2 separate regions of the Oryctolagus cuniculus genome follow, and region 2 is linked to region 1. Evidence: chromatin contacts called from public Hi-C data. All regions are on one chromosome and are shown on one strand. Each heading gives the region's core, a stretch centred on a gene start, on an enhancer-like site or on the middle of the called end of the contact. The rest is flanking DNA. Distances are from core to core; before and after follow the strand shown. Region 1 overlaps PHEX (phosphate regulating endopeptidase X-linked). Region 2 holds the start of APOO (apolipoprotein O).

What was found. A called contact is a pair of places that touch in the nucleus more often than the background predicts.
Region 2: a contact with region 1 is called in a Hi-C map of an unstated tissue, with 6 times the contacts expected there. The contact joins the promoter of APOO here to the enhancer-like site in region 1. A contact is called at or near these places in 2 of 6 Hi-C or Micro-C datasets (skin fibroblasts and an unstated tissue).

Annotation. Positions count from the first base shown.
Region 1 is chrX:8,162,712-8,166,692 of mOryCun1.1, forward strand. The region is part of intron 12 of PHEX (phosphate regulating endopeptidase X-linked); the gene reads left to right. Among named protein-coding and RNA genes, the nearest start is that of PHEX, 96 kb to the left of the region's middle. Within about 2 kb of position 2,425, at least 1 of the 8 cell types and tissues checked has an H3K27ac peak or open chromatin away from gene starts, as enhancers often do.
Region 2 is chrX:10,140,008-10,144,395 of mOryCun1.1, forward strand. It overlaps APOO (apolipoprotein O), which reads right to left and starts at 1,378. Exons shown (of 8, transcript XM_051827635.2): 1 at 1,118-1,378. The coding sequence starts at 1,126. It overlaps CXHXorf58 (chromosome X CXorf58 homolog), which reads left to right and starts at 1,384. Exons shown (of 9, transcript XM_008272453.4): 1 at 1,384-1,657; 2 at 3,188-3,305.

The DNA.
Region 1 (3,981 bases), core at 1,175-3,674:
CCAACTATGCTGTTTAAAAATAAAGAATGGGGTGTCCATCTTGAATTCCAGGTGCTCTGATGGAGCTAAGCTCAAGTGGGTAAGACACACCTGCTACATACCCCCTTAGTGGAGGCCACTCTGCTGCTAGGAGACTGTAATCAGGAGCATTTCTTTAGAGAGGTGTTTCTGAAACACCTTTATGCTGAGAGCGATCACCTAGAGTACCCCCGGGACGCTCTAGCTTTGTAGTCTCCTCCCCCCCCAAGCAAGATCTGGTCTATGGGTCTTGGGTGCACATTTGTGAATTTTAGCCAGTCTCTTGGGTGATTGCTCTCACTAGGTAGGCCCCGAGAAGGCTGCTTGGCATCATACTGAGTTACACTAAGCACAGAGACTTTTGCCTTTTGGTTAACAAACACAGAGGGCAACACTCTGGGAATGCCAAGCCTTGTTGAAATGAGAATGTGCAAGGATGTTTTCTAGAACTGTAATCCTCACGAGCTGGATAAACATTGCCTTAGATCTTTTTGTCAATAGATGTGAAAAGGCTGTTGAGTGTTGATACTGAAGGAAGAACTTGGGTGGTGGTGGGGGGGAGGAGTGTTGGAAGAAGACAAAGGGTAAGTTTGATTTTTTTTTCCCCCTCTCAAAAATCTGTCAGAGCTGTCTTAAGTCAAGGAAGGCACAAGCTGATGGAGGCACGAGCCCATGGGCTGTGATGGGAAGCTCTCCAGATGGTAGACGGAACTTTGGGCAGCAACATATTGCTGCCTTGTGAAGGCTTCAGTGATGTGCCGAGCTAGCCTGTGCTATCTGGAACAGTGTGTTGTGCACTAGGAAGGCAGACACTCAGCGTATCAGGGGCCTTCCTCTTAGCCTAACCCCTCAAGGGTTGCAGGGCTATGTGGATGAATTAGCACAGGGCCACCAGTGTGGAGGGTAGGGGCGAGTGTGTGTGTGTGTGTGGCAAATGCATGGCTACCAAAGTAGTGTTCAGGGAGCTGCAGTTAGTTCTCTGAGAAGACTGGATTGAGACAGCCCCAGGGCAATCTTGTGAGCTGCACAAGTGAGTGGGTGCTTTCCTGTTGGTCCATGGGCCCCGTGGGTCCTTCTTGTGGGAGGCTCCTCTCAATCCTTCTAATATTAGACGTGTTCCTGTTTGCTCTCTGAGTTGCTCTCCAGTCTTCTATTTTATTTCAATGAGCACTGTCAGTTTTTCTTCTAAAAGTACTCTTTGAACATGCTGCTTGCTTTGAGCTGAGTTCGACCTGCCAGGAGCTTTCCTAGTTCCTCGACAGGTACATATATCAAAGGCAATTGTCCTACTGGATCTCACCAACTTCCCTGAGTGTATCTTGTATTACGGAGTTCAGAGAGGTTCCTTTAATGAAAGGCAAGAAAGAGGGATGTTGCCCAAGAATTTCCAGCAGTCTGTGAGGCCGGTCTGGTCCTGGCCCCTGGAAGATGCAGATTTTCTCTAAATTAAATGAACCTGCAGTTCTGGAAGTAACCTCTGGGTGGAGCTCGTAGTACTCACAAAGAACCCTGCAAGCGGAAGGCTTGTCTGCAGCCTTCTGCGCTGAGGTTGTTTTTGAAAATTTATTTTTTTCTTGCCCTTTTTTCTCTGCTGTCCTCAATTTGATTGCCTTTTAATAGTCAACAAGAAAGGCGAGGCTCTGCTTTATAATGCCTTGGGTCTTACATGGAAATCTCTAACCATCTCAGGGCTTTGTGTTTCTGATACTGAGTAGCCCCTGCATTAAGAAAGGATTTGCTCGCATTTGAAGTGGAGGTGAATAATTCGCTTTCTCTTCCTGGTATGACTTGGCACTGTCTTTGGGCATGTGTTGCATGCAGTATATCACGCAGGCGGAAGATTTCTCATCAATAATAGTGCCCACAGTGGGCCAGTGCTGAGTCACTTGGCAACCCACTGGGAAAGCTGGGAAAATGTTCCGCTTTGTGGCAGGCAGAAGCTTTGCTTTCCCTCACCGTGGAGCCCTGGCCTGCAGCTAATTGAAGTGCCTCCTAAGAGCCGTCGACCTTGGTGTTGCATGCGACCCGCCTCTTGGACTGGGCAGGTCTTGGTCCCCGCAGTGGTCTGAGGCCTGACGCCTGGGCTTTTGTGGCAGTGTGACCACATCTCCATATGGGAGCGTGTGCGTGTAGTTTAATCATGCTCCTCTCTGGGGGTGATCACTGCTTCAGTGAGAGTAAATTTGTTCCCTGCGTCTCTGCCCTTTCCTGCTCCCTGTCCTTATCGCTTAAGAGGCCATGGGTGGCCGTTGTGTTGTGAAACCGGTGATGGATGTTTCCAGTGGAAATGTGGTATCGTGAAATAAACACCAGTTTCTGTTTAGGGCTCTGTGAGCCCAGCAAGAATGTGCTCTCAGTGTAAACAAGCAGCAAAGGACAGGAGGCCTGCTATTTTTTCCCGTTGTCATAGCTATTGAGTGAGTGTTAGGCGATGCTAGCATGTTTTGAGGGGTGTCTTCAGGAGGATTTGCCCTTGGCGGAGCAGCAGAGGAGGATCTCAAGGTCACTACGCTGTGATTCCGAGGTCTGGCAGGAGAGGGACTCGGCACCACCTCAGCCACCCTGGCCAGCTCTGGGTCAGATAGGGAGGAGAAGCTTCCTGGGCTCAGCTCATCTCCAGCTGGATTCAATTTCGTAGCCAAAGGCTTCCTCCCTTCTGCAATATTTATCTGTGCTCTTTGCACCTAAGACCTAAGAGTGTTAGGACACACGTAGAGAAAAATACCAGGCTGAAACTCACAGGAAGGTAGCAGCCTAAGGAAGCTTAAGGGAGTGACCTTCACCTTGGCCACAGCAGGGGCACAGCACTCTGCGCACGGTGCCAACTCCACAGGTCTGTGACTGCCATGCATAGGCTTTGAGGGAGGTGGGAGAAGTGGAGAAGAGCGAGGTGTAGCTCGCCTCTTTGACTTTGGCTGTAAGCTCTGTGCTGAGTATTGGATTTCCCCCGGTATGCACTTGCTACCTGCACTGAGCACATCCTGAGCCCAGAGGTTCTCAAGGGGTGCTTCTCAAGGTGAGATCAGCCAGCAGGGAACTTGTTAGAGGTACAAATTCTCAGCCTCACCCTATCATCTGTGCTCCGGGGCTGGGGCCTGCGTTCCTTCCCGCCTCACTGGCCGCCTGTGTGCTTTCCAGATGCAGGCTCCTACAGTGTGCCTAAGAGCTTTCTCTCTCCTGTAGATCCTGCTTTGCCACCCACACCAAGGGCCTGACGTGTGAGGTTCTTAGCACGCCTCCCGCAGCCTCCCTCAGTGGACAGTGGGTGGGAGTTGAGGTGGCCCTGTCCCAGCGCCCTCGTGCCTGCAGGCTGTGTCTCACTGGGCCCCCAGAGCTTCCCCAGGTGGGCTTGAGCCGCTTCTCCTCACTCTCACCCCTGGAGCATGTGTTTTGCCCGGGCTTCCTCGCCTTTAAGCCACAGTGCGGCGTGCTGTGTCTGCATGCTGGCCTTACTTCCGCAAACTCCATTGCAGGTATTTCCAACACGAAGTGCCAGGGGTGGGGTTCAGGCGTGCTCAGTGGCGATCGCTTTTCTGCAGGGCCTCACCCTCCTGGCACAGCACAGGAGTGCAGGGATGCAGGGACCTTGGGAGAAGTGTTGGTTAAGGTGCTGCAGACTCAGGAGCTGAGGGAGGAGGCCCAGGAGGCTACATGGAGGCACCCATCTGCCCTTTCCTCTCTTCCCCTGTCCATCTCCAGGCACGATCCGTGCTTCCTCACCCGCCAGTCTCAACAACTCGGCGTCCAACTGTCCTTCGCACTTCTGCTGCACTGTGCGCATTCATCTGAAATGGTTGTGCAGAAGAAAGGGCTGTTGTCATACAGTCGGCTGCCCTTCCCCATTACAGGGCCCGTGTATCTGCATCACTGCTCAAGAATGCAATCACCCTGCTGCCTGAATCCACCCCTGGGCTTGCCAGAGACACTAGGGCACAAAACAGCATGGAGACCGCCCCCTCCAGC
Region 2 (4,388 bases), core at 128-2,627, 2.0 Mb after region 1:
GCTGCTAGCACATAATAGGTGTTTAACCTCAACTTGTCAAATGAATGGAAGTTGCTTATGGGATTCGTCCTGCTGACTAAACCGTGAGCTCGCCGAAAACAAACCAGAGGCATGTCTACATGCCAAGACCTCTCTCAAGCGTCTTACGCACAACTACTTCCTCCTACGACTACCTATGAGGCAGATGCTATCATCCCGATTGTCACCAACAGGAAAACAGGCAGAGAGGTTAAATGCCTTGTCCAAGGTCACACAGCAGGACGGGCCAAGGCCAAGGCTAGCAGGCAGAACCGATGTTCTGATTTTATGGTCTTTATTAATGTGCTGAAAGCATACAAGAGCTCAATAAAGCTTAAGCGAGCAGCACAGTTCTAAGATGTCATTAGCACTACTTTACGGGTATGATGCCTCTTGAACGCTCAGTTTCGTAGATTAATTTCTGATAGCCTATGACTTGTTTTTTGTGACTGCAAAAATAATTTTTAAAAAATGGCTTAATGCTACAATACGGATTTTTGGAAATAAAGTCTTCATTGTCTGTAAAAGTCCTTTTATTAAAGGCCACAAGCACATAGATCCTAAGAAAGTCAACACGTCCATTTAAACACGGATAATGGTCACTGGGATGTGGAGCTTCCCTCCCCAGCCAGCCATTCCCACACTAGCCTCCCGCTTCCTGCAGCGGCCACTCCGAGGGCGACCCTCCCCCACCCACATACCAGGTTCTTGAAATCTGATGCTGCCCGGCAACCAGAGTAGCAAACCCCACGTCGCCAGGAACTAGCCTCACCCTGCCCACGATCCCGAGAAGGCACCAGCCGAAGGGGTGGGTGCTTTGCGGAGAGTGTCGTAACTTTTCAAAGTGTTTTATTCACGGAAGCACGACCCAAAAGGGCCGTCGCGACCCGCCCCCGAGTCTCACGCCTCCGCCCGGCAGCCACTCGCCCCAAGATGACCAGTGAATGGACCGCGGGGCCGGAACGCAGCCTGCCTGCAGGCGGGAAAAGCCTTGGGGCGGACCGTGCCCGGTCCCCGGAAAGGCCCACGAGAGCGCGGGGAGGGCTCCCGGTGGCCGGGAGGGGGCGATGACAACTGTGACCCGACTCCATGCTCTCACCTTGAACATGTTGCTGGCAGCGGCGGTTCCGGCAGGGTCACCCCGGCCTCGGCCCCGCCTACCACAAAAAGCCGACTACGGAGGCCCGATAGGGCCTTGTTTCACCCAACCGCAGGCGTGCCGCGGCGCGGGTGACGAACGTATAGTCAACTCGATGAGGCGAAAGTTTAGCTCAACCACCCTGGACTGGAAGCGACGTCACTGAGCGGCAGCGCGTAGCGCCCCGGACGGCGGGCGGACGCAAGCCCCGCCCTCCGTGACGCTCCGCCCCTGCGCCGGTGGTTGCTAGGCGGCAAGAAAGCCCCGGCTCAGTGTGGGCGGCACGAGGAAGCGCCGGGAGGGAGGCGCGAGGAGGGAGGCGCCGGGCGCCGCTGGGCGCTGGGAGTCAGCCTTCGCCTCCAGGATTGGGCGCCCGGAGGTGTGGGCTGGGAGTCCCGTCCTCAGAGGCCTCCGGCTGGGGGCGCTCAGCGGGCCTCAAGCTTCTTCCAGAGTCTCGCAGCCAGAAGCCGCCGATAGGAGCCCTGGATTTACCTCTCAAAGGTTTTTAGGGTTTGTTTTGTTTTTTAAGATCTACTTATTTATTTTGAAAGAGTTACAGAGATAGAGAGAGAGAGAGAGAGAGAGAGAGAGAGAGAGAGAGAGAGGTCTTCCATCAGCTGGTTCTCTACCCAGATGGCCGCAAAGGCCAGAAATGGCCCAGGCCAGAGCCAGGGGCTTCAGCTGAGTCTCCCACGCAGGTGCAGGGGCCCGAACACTTGGGCCATCTTCTGCTTTTCCAGGCCACCAGCTGGGATCCAGATTGGAAATGGAGCCCTCAGGACTGGAACCAGCACCCACGTGGCAGTCACAATGCTGCCTGTTTTTTAGGTCTTTACCAGGAGCTAGACATTTATCAGGCTTTAAGTTTAGTCGCCAAGGATGCTTTTTTCTCTCTTTAAAATACTTAAGCATTACTATTTTATTTGCAGTATTTTCTTTTTCTATTTAATACCATTGGTTGGACTCTTTAATTAACACACAATTGCTTTAGGCGTGTAAAATTAACTGAAAAGTGATCCCTGTTAAATATAAGAGTGGGAATAAGAGAGGGAGGAGATGTACAGTTCAGCACATGCTCACTCGGACTTATCCCTAATGGTAGAGCTAGAAACGTGCCATGGGACTCCAAATCCCATCAAGGTGACGTGTACCAATGCCATCTTACTAGTTAAAGTGATCAGTTTAAATTCATAATTGATCATATAGGATTAAGTGTCAAAGGGATCACATAAATAAGGCCAGTGACAAAACCCTCAGGTGATTACTGATGCCATAAACAAGAGAGTCAATTGTTGAATCAACAACAGGAGTCACTGTGCACTTACTCCCCATGTAGGAGCTCTGTCCTTAATGTGTTGTACTATGAGAATTAACAGTAAAACTACTACTCAAACAGTACTTTACACTTTGTATGTCTGTGTGGGTGCAATCTGTTGAAATCTTTACCTAGTATATACTAAGTTGATCTGTATATAAAGATAATTAAAAATGAATCTTAATGAAGAAGGGGATGGGAGAGGGAGTAGGAGCTGGGATGGTTTGCGGGTGGGAAGGAGGTTTAGGGGGAAAAACAGCTATAATCCAACAGTTGTACTTTTGAAATTTATATTTCTTAAATAAAACTCTTCTAAAAAATAAAAATAAATACTTAAGCATAAGCCCTTCACTGGAAGTTAAATGTTCCTTAATGTTTCCGAAGTAAGAAATCATCACAATAATTATCTTAAAAGAATAGCAAGCACTGATACCGCACTTGTTATGTGCACATCTTTGATTTCAGCTCCTTACATACATCCAGCTATTCTTTCACACAACCCAAGTAGGTGGACACAGTTATTACTCCCAATCTACAGATGAAAAAACTGAGGCACAGAGCTGTTAAGTCATTTGTGCAAAGTTACACAGACAGAAAGTGGGAAGCCAGGATCCAAACCCTGGAAGTCTGCCTTTGAAGCCTGTGCTGTAGCCTACGGTGTTGCACTGTCACATGATGAGGATGTTTTACATATTTCATTTTGTTTCTGTCTTAAGCCAACAGAAAGTTGAAACCACAGCCAGGCAGGCGTGGGGAGAATTTGCAGATTTGTGCAGTGGCATATCTCTGTCCTCCTGCAGAAGACCCCTAAGGAACACAGCTCTGGTTGAAGAAGTAAGTTTCTCATTGCTGCGAGGAAAATGCACATCTGGAAAAACAGTGGGGCATTTCAGTAAGAGAGTGTTAGGAAGATTTATCATAGCATTTGGGCTGTGGGTGGTTTGGGGGTAGTTCAAGGAAGCAGGGCTTTGTTCTGATTGGTGTTAACACCAAGGCCCAGCTGTGAGTGCCAGGCCAGCTCCCAGCTGTAAAGCCATCCGCATCCCTGAGAAGTACTGACGGGACTGATGGCTCTGCATTAGTAATGTAACTCCACACATACACAGAAGGGTGAAGCATGGTGCTAAGTTAGGGCAGGAGTTCTTGATTCAGGACTATGTGAACTTGACTGGGGGAGAAACAACCTCATTGTCAGTAACCTGCAACTGAACTTTAGTAATCGTGCAGGCATCAATACAATGCATAAGTATTTTCATATTACAGGCAGAGCCGACATCTCATTTGTGTTCATTATACTACTTGAAAACTACGCTAGTTATTAGGTCTCATTTTTGATGCATTAACAAGACACATACTACTATAATGTTTTTTAAAAATATTTTGACAATTTCAGTATGATGGGGAGCCCTTCGTAATCCTAGGTATTTTATGTTAGGCATTTTTAAAACATAATTACCAAATGGATCTGTCCATAGGAGTCCATGGTCCCAAAAGAGAAGATAAAGAGCCCTGGTTTAGTAGAAAACACTAAACAGTGACTTAAGAATTCAGAGCTGCACCTAGATTGTAGTAATGCTTCAAAGACCAGAGAATCGAAGGTGAAATCCAATAATTTAGTACCCACTCTCTCACTTTACCAAGGAGGAAACAACCATCAAGAGGATAAGCGACTTGCCCAAAGTCTCATGGCTGTTTAATGACAAAAGCAGCATGAAAAATTGGCAGACTAGCATGTAGAAACCAGCCCTCTGCTCTGCAGGGCCTTGCTGATTGATTCCCTAGTTAGCCAGACGCCTCCTGCCTTCAGGAAGCTTGTCGTGGTGAATGTAGGGCAGTCATAAGACTGAATGATTGCTCTAAAATGTTAACTCCAGCTGTTGTGGAAAGATGACTAGGAGGAGGGAGAGACTGGAAACA